Regions from separate parts of the Mus musculus genome. Here region 1 is linked to region 2. The links are chromatin contacts, called in public HiCAR-type maps. All regions are on one chromosome and are shown on one strand. Each heading gives the region's core, a stretch centred on a gene start, on an enhancer-like site or on the middle of the called end of the contact. The rest is flanking DNA. Distances are from core to core; before and after follow the strand shown. Region 1 holds the start of Abi1 (abl-interactor 1). Region 2 overlaps Abi1 (abl-interactor 1).

The links. HiCAR-type assays count read pairs that join an accessible place to other places.
Region 1: a contact with region 2 is called in a HiCAR-type map of embryonic stem cells, with 4 times the contacts expected there. The contact joins the promoter of Abi1 here to the enhancer-like site in region 2. A contact is called at or near these places in 5 of 39 promoter capture datasets (the 3T3-L1 cell line, 3T3-L1-derived adipocytes, the C10 cell line and 2 more), 14 of 484 Hi-C or Micro-C datasets (the 4T1 cell line, the C2C12 cell line, Sertoli cells and 8 more), 16 of 115 datasets of contacts at active chromatin or transcription factors (CD8 T cells, the HPC-7 cell line, the SCID.adh cell line and 7 more) and 1 of 9 other capture datasets (adipose tissue).

Annotation. Positions count from the first base shown.
Region 1 is chr2:23,038,845-23,042,195 of GRCm38.p6, reverse strand. It overlaps Abi1 (abl-interactor 1), which reads left to right and starts at 1,955. Exons shown (of 11, transcript NM_001077190.3): 1 at 1,955-2,247. The coding sequence starts at 2,131.
Region 2 is chr2:23,004,584-23,007,970 of GRCm38.p6, reverse strand. The region is part of intron 1 of Abi1 (abl-interactor 1); the gene reads left to right. Among named protein-coding and RNA genes, the nearest start is that of Gm52502, 8.2 kb to the left of the region's middle. Within about 2 kb of position 1,545, at least 122 of the 459 cell types and tissues checked have an H3K27ac peak or open chromatin away from gene starts, as enhancers often do. A contact at or near this core is called in the 4T1 cell line, the C2C12 cell line, CD8 T cells and 10 more, where this site is marked.

The DNA.
Region 1 (3,351 bases), core at 706-3,205, 34 kb before region 2:
AAGCTATACACATACACATATACATACACATACTAATTTAAGAAATAGAGGTCATGATTTTGAGAAAGAGAAAATGGGGGGCTACATAGGGAGAGTTGGAGGAAGAAAAGCAGGGATGCTATGATTTTATTATAATTTAAAATTATATATTATATATAGTTATATCTTAATTAAAATTATAATATATAAATAAATGAAGGGGGACAGGAGAGATGGCTCAGTGCTTAAGTGCATGTATTACTTTTGCAGAGGACTGGAGAACAGCTCTGAGTCCTCATGTTGGGTACCTCACAAGTGCCTATAACTCTAGTTCTAGGGACATGTACTGTGTTTAGTCTCAGCAGGCACCTACACTCATGTGCACACACCCACAAACAGACATACTCTCACACGTGTAACGTTTTAATATTTGGGAGGAACAAAAGGAAACAAAGAAAAGTAACGAATGCAGTCCTTCTCGATGAACACCTGTGGAGGGCCCAGATCTTGGCTGTTGAGAACAGCAATAAACACAGATGTGCATGTATCTCTGTGGTATGTAAACATACAGTCCTTTGGGCATATACCAGGAAGTGGTGGGGCTGAATCATATGTTAGTTAGCTCTATTTTTAGCTTTTTGAGGAACTTCCACCCTGGTTTCCATTGTGGCTGAACTAATTTACATTTCTGGTACCAGTGTCTAAGATTTGCCATTCCCCATGTCTTTGTCAATATTTATTGTCATTGTTTTCAACAACAATTTCCAAAAGTTTGCTGAGTACTGTTGTTACTTCAAAAATTGTGATTCTCAGTGAGTCCCAGAGAGGACTGGAAATATAGGTCTGTAAATAATATTTAAATTTAGGCAACTCTTTTCATAGCCTATTATTTCAAAATAATTTAATAGTTCTGGTGATATGACAGCTTGAAATACTGTCAAAGACCCTTTGAGACATTTGCAGAGCAAGTGATAAGAAATAAGAACAAAACAATTTTGTACAATGCAAGACAAAAACTCCTCCTCCTCCTCCTCCTTCTTTCTTATTTTTTCCTCTTCTTCTGTAGTTTCTCCTCCTCCTCCTCCTCCTCCTCCTCCTCCTGGTTTTTCAAGACAGGGTTTCTCTGTGTAGCCCTGGCTGTCCTGGTACTCACTTTGTAGACCAGGCTGGCCTCGAACTCAGAAATCCCCCTGTCTCTGCCTCCCAAATGCTGGGATTAAAGGCGTGTGCCACCACCATCCGGCTTTCTTTCAATTCTTTTTTTTTTTTTTAAAGATTTATTTATTTATTATATGTAAGTACACTGTAGCTGTCCTCAGACACTCCAGAAGAGTGGCATCAGATTTCGTTACGGATGGTTGTGAGCCACCATGTGGTTGCTGGGATTTGAACTCGGGACCTTTGGAAGAGCAGTCACTGCTCTTAACCACTGAGCCATCTCGCCAGCTCCCTCTTTCAATTCTTTAGGGTACAAATTATCCTTGCTTCATTTGTTTCTGCAATATCAAGCACTACTGCATGATGTACATCTGAGAATTGATAGTTTTCAGGGTTTTAAATGAATTGGGGCATAAGTTAAGAAGGCAAAGTCTCTCTTACAAAATTGAGGAAGTCAGGATTCAGATTTCTATTTTTAATCGTTATCTGATTGGATGCCTTTGACTTACTGACTTTCCTAAGTAAGTTCTGCCAATTTTCAATGTTCTCATAGGAAAAATTTCGTTGTCTAGATCAACTTGTGGCGCCATCTTCTGGGGCCTTAAGAAGACTCTCAAGATTTAAAACTGTATTGGTTTTTTTAAAGTCTTCCTAGTTTTTGGAAGTTCCTTAGACGCATGCGCGGCCTAGCCAGGAAGAAACTACAATTCCCAGAAAGCATTGCTATAGTGGATGGGTGGGGGACTCCCGTTGTCATGGGGGAAATGATTCTCGCGAGAAAGTGAGCCTGTGGCGGCTGTGCGTCCTGGGTGGAGGGGGTGGGGGGGAGGAGGCGGGGAGAGTAAGGAGGAAGAGGAGGAGGTGCAGTCCCACAATACCCGGCGGAGGGAGGGTGGGTGGTTGGCGTCTGGTCTGTGCGGAGCTCGGGTCCCCGGCGGACTCAGCTTCCTCTGTCTCTTTAATGCGAGAGGAAGCGATGCGGAGGGGTGGAAAATGGCAGAGCTGCAGATGTTACTAGAGGAGGAGATCCCGTCTGGCAAGAGGGCGCTGATAGAGAGTTACCAGAACCTGACCCGGGTGGCGGACTACTGTGAAAACAACTATATACAGGTGAGGAGCTTGAGCGGCCGGCGGGGGCGGCTGGGACGACAGGCAGGCTGGGCGCCGTGGGGACTGCCCTACTCCGCCACCCTCCGCCCCAGCCCGAGCGGCGGCCGCCGCGGCGATACAGGAAGTGGCCGCCTTGAGAAAATGGGTGAGGAGCAGGGCCGCCGCGGGCGCCGCTGACCCGATGCCGCTCCCCGCAGCCTGCCCGGGGCCGCCTGTGCTCCCCACAGCCTGCCCGGGCGTTGCTCCCTAAAGCCTACCCCGGCCGAGCTCTGCTTCTCGCCGTCTGCCCGGCCCAGCTGTGCTCCCCACCACCTGCCCTGGCTGAGGTCTGCGCCTAAACCCCGCCGCTTTCCCCGCCAGGGATCTGTTTCCTGCAGCCTTCCCAGGCCGGGACGTGCTCCCGGCAGTCTTTCCTTCCCGGTCTCCGCTCACTGCAGGCCGCTCTTCTTAGTCGGGCTGTATTCAGCTTTGCCTCTTTTGGCTGCGGTTGGTTCCTAAGACCCCCCACAGCCTTCCCTGGCTGGGGTCGGTCCTGGCTGAGGTCCCCCTGGAAATCCCGCAGCCTCCCTTGGTCTCCTTGGAGCTCAGACTTCGCTGTCGCCCCCATGTCCGGTGTGATGAGCCTAGGACTGGGACAGCTGCGAGAGGAATGGGCAGGGAAGGAAAAGTGGGGTGTGTGTGTGTCGTTGGAGGGTGGGGTGAGGGTGATTATGTCAGTTCATCCTAGAGGGTGTGCCTTTTATTTATTTAAAAAAATTGTCACGAGTCACATTTGTACAGACCTCCTAATCGAGTGCGGAGAGTGACTGCTGAGGGTGTGATAAAATCCATATTAAAATTCTTTTAATTGAAGGAAAAATGCGTGCTTGGCGATTTTCAAGTTGGGCTTTTCCTCTTCCACCTCCTCATATTTACTTCCGCTTTAGCATAATGTATACTCGTTATTATAAAGCACGAATGATTCATAGGGAAATTCAGTGGGAAATCTGTTAAATACTTTTCTTCCTCTAAATGTTCTTGGACTGTTGGCCTTGAACGCAGTAGTGTTATCGTGGTTGCTTATGTTCTGAGATTTCTTTCTATACTGAGTTAATACATAGAAGA
Region 2 (3,387 bases), core at 296-2,795:
GATTGTCTTTATAGATGAAATGGGTTCTGGGGGCCACTTTTGTCTCTGAAACAGTGTTGAAGATGGCCTTCTCGCTCACGGAGGAAGCCGACCTGACTTAGAGCACTGACTGCTTCCTAGAGGAGTTGGGTTCAATTCCCAGCACTCACGTGGCAGCTAACAACCACCTGTAACTCCAGTTCTAGAGGGTCTGACGCCCTCTTATGGCCTTGTCAGGCACTGCATGTACAAGGCGCACAGACATACAAATTCAAAACGTCAGTTCACATAGAAATAAAAACAATAAAAACTCAACATCTTCCTCCCCTCTCCTTCCTTCCTTCCTTCCTTCCTTCCTTCCTTCCTTCCTTCCTTGGAGGAAGGAGGGCCTTCTGGGCTGGACTGTGTTCCTGGAAGAGTTCCTATGGTAGCTGGCAGTTCCCTGTGTTGCTTGTCTGCCTTTCTTTATCCTTTCCCCCCTGCTTCTGATCTAGGTTATAGAATACCACAGTAGGCGAGCCAAATCATTTAGTGGCTTGCTTGGCACAACAATCAAATTTCTGAAGACTGTTTTAATATCAAGGGCTGGCTGAGTAAAAATGTTATCTTTTGAGAGGACCTCTTTCTGTAATCTCATCTTTATGTTACACTTTTTCATGGCACAGCCTCAACAGGAAAGCCACACGGGTCTCCTCTTTTCCTTCTGGCAGATAGTAGTAATTTGTGAGTGATTTAAAGGCTTAATTTTGGTCTCTCAGAGACTCTAAGGTAGAATAGAGATAATGCCTTCTATTCTGGACCCCCACCTAACATTAAGGCCCCATTTAGGAACTTGTATAGGGACCACCAGCTAGCCAGTTGGGTTAGTATTTCTCCCTTTCCCCCGGGATATTTAGTAATCCACCCGCCCCCAGCCCCCAGCATATTCTGTTACCTTTTGTTTCTCAGATGGGGTCAGAATTTGTCCTGAGTAACATCACCTCTTTCCATGCCAAACCATAGAGTTGAGCAATATATTCAGAAGTTTATACATACTGGTTTTTGTTACCTGTGTACCCAAGTCCTATTTCATCTTTTTTAGCTATGACAAGACTCATATTTATTCGAGTGGTTTAACTGGGTCATGTGATAGTTACAATTTTAAAAGTTACTATTTGTGTGTGTACATGTAATATGTGATTTCCACAGCATGCCTATGTGGAGGCCAGAGGACAGCATGAGTCCATTCTCTCCTTCCATAGTAGGTGTTAGGGATCCAGATCAGGTTGGTAGGCTTGGCAGTATGTGTCCATCAGTAGGGCTCCTTTCCCTAACATCCTTGCTGGTGTTTGTTGTTAGTTTTATTTCTGTCTTTAATTAGCATGTATTAATTTTTATAGTAGTCTTGTGACATTTTCGTACCTGTGTATATTTTTTGAACATATTCACCCCCACCCTTACTCTTTGTTCCCCTCCCACTGGTGTTGACTCATTTCTTCCCAGCTTGGCCACCCAGTCCTGGGCAGTGATCATGCTGCTGTGAGCTCAGTCTTACAGCCCTGTCATGCTTGGAAGACAACTTTCCACAGCACTCCACCCATTTACTAGCTCTTACTACGGCTCCGGGGCGGGGGTGGGGGGCAGGCACATCTAGACTAGCCAGTCAGGAGTTGCCAAGAACCAGCCTCAGCTTGGAGAGGGTTTCTGAGGAAAGGGTGTCTGGGGGCGGTGAAAACAAGCGACCTGAAGCTGGGTACTTTCTTTTTCTCTGATTTACTTTCTCTAGATAGAGATCTCTAGCTGTGTTCTGCTCGAGATAGTTCTCTAAGCAGTTCTCTCTTGATTCTCTAAGAAAATTCTCTGGATAGCTCATGTCTTGTAGATCATAAACCCAGTCTTTTATTCTACATATCAATTCAGTCATTTACTCCAGGTTTCCTTTTGATTATCCTAAGAATCAGCATTCTGTCTCTCCAGCCCCTTAATTCTTGGGAGAAAGCAAGTACACATTTCCTTTTAACTGCAAAAGAATTCAGAGATCTGCTTGCCTCTGTTAAGCACAGAGTGTTAAGTTTGTTGGGTGGTACCCTGTCCATTTCTACCACACACTGGGGTTTAACTTTGTTCTGTCCCAGGCTGACCTTGAACTGTAGAATCTTTCTGCTTTTGTAAGCATAAACAAAAAAATTAGCAGGGTGGAATCTCTTGCAACCACCACTTCCTAAATCTTTTTCCCCTTCCTTAGCATCTTTCTGACAAGTTGGCTCACCTCACAGCTGCTTTTGTAACTTTTCATTTCTGAAGTCCCTCATAATTTTATTGTATTCTTATATTTTTCATAGTTGAAAAATTATATATTTTTGCAATCATGGTTTTAGAGTTCTTTTTCACAGAGTTCAACCCCACAGGGCTGTCCTGAAAGTCGCAGTGGTTACCATGTTAGCCACAGCTTTGCCTCCCAGATTCACGCTGTCTCTGAAGTCATTATCATGAAGTCATTAATGTTTACAGGGAAAACCTTCTTTGAAGGGGGAACGTAAAATATGTGCATTATTATACAAACAACCCTTACACCCACAGCAGCCGTGGACACTTGTGGGGGTCCAGGCCTGTTGTCTCTGTACCTGGGGCAGGAACCATGTCATTCTGTCCCTACCAAGGCCATGCCGGACCTGGCAAGTAGTACGGTAGTCAGAGTCCACAGCTGCGTGTTGATGATGGTACTTGTGTTCTGGATAATTTTTTATTTATTTGTTTATTTTTATTTTGTCAACTTGATATGTTAGAGTTTTCTGTAAAGAGGAACTTCAGTTGAGAAATGCCTCCATCAGATTGTCTGTAGGAATGCTTGGATTTCATCCTTTCCTATCTGTAGCTTGATTTTTCTTTGTATTAATGCTCTAGCTATGGCTTTAAATACTGCATTGAAACAGTGGAATGAATGGGCACATTTGCCTGTTCCTGACTTTAGTTTTTCCATTTAGCCTGCTTGTTATAAGTAGTATGAACTTTTTCTTTTAACTGTCTTAGCTAATTCCCAAAGGTTCTAGGAAGTTACATCTTTGTGGGTTTTTTTTTTTTTTTTTTTGATTTCTAGAGTTAAAAAAAAAAGTCCTATTTATTTTATGTGTATGAGTGTTCACTTGACTGTATGTTGACAGTGTGTGTGCCTTGTGCCCACAGATGCCAGAGGAGGGAGTTGTATCCTCTGGAATTGGAGTTACAGATACTGATAGACAACCGTATGGTTGCTGGGAAAAGAACTTGGGTCCCTAAGTGCTCTCATGATTGCTGAGCCATTTCTCCAGTTCCTGATTCGAGGAATCTTTAAATTTTATTCCTGATTTCTTCATTGGCCCAGTGGTCATTCATGTGTGTATTTTTCAGTTTTAATGTATGTGTAGTTTATGTATTTTCTTGCTATTGATT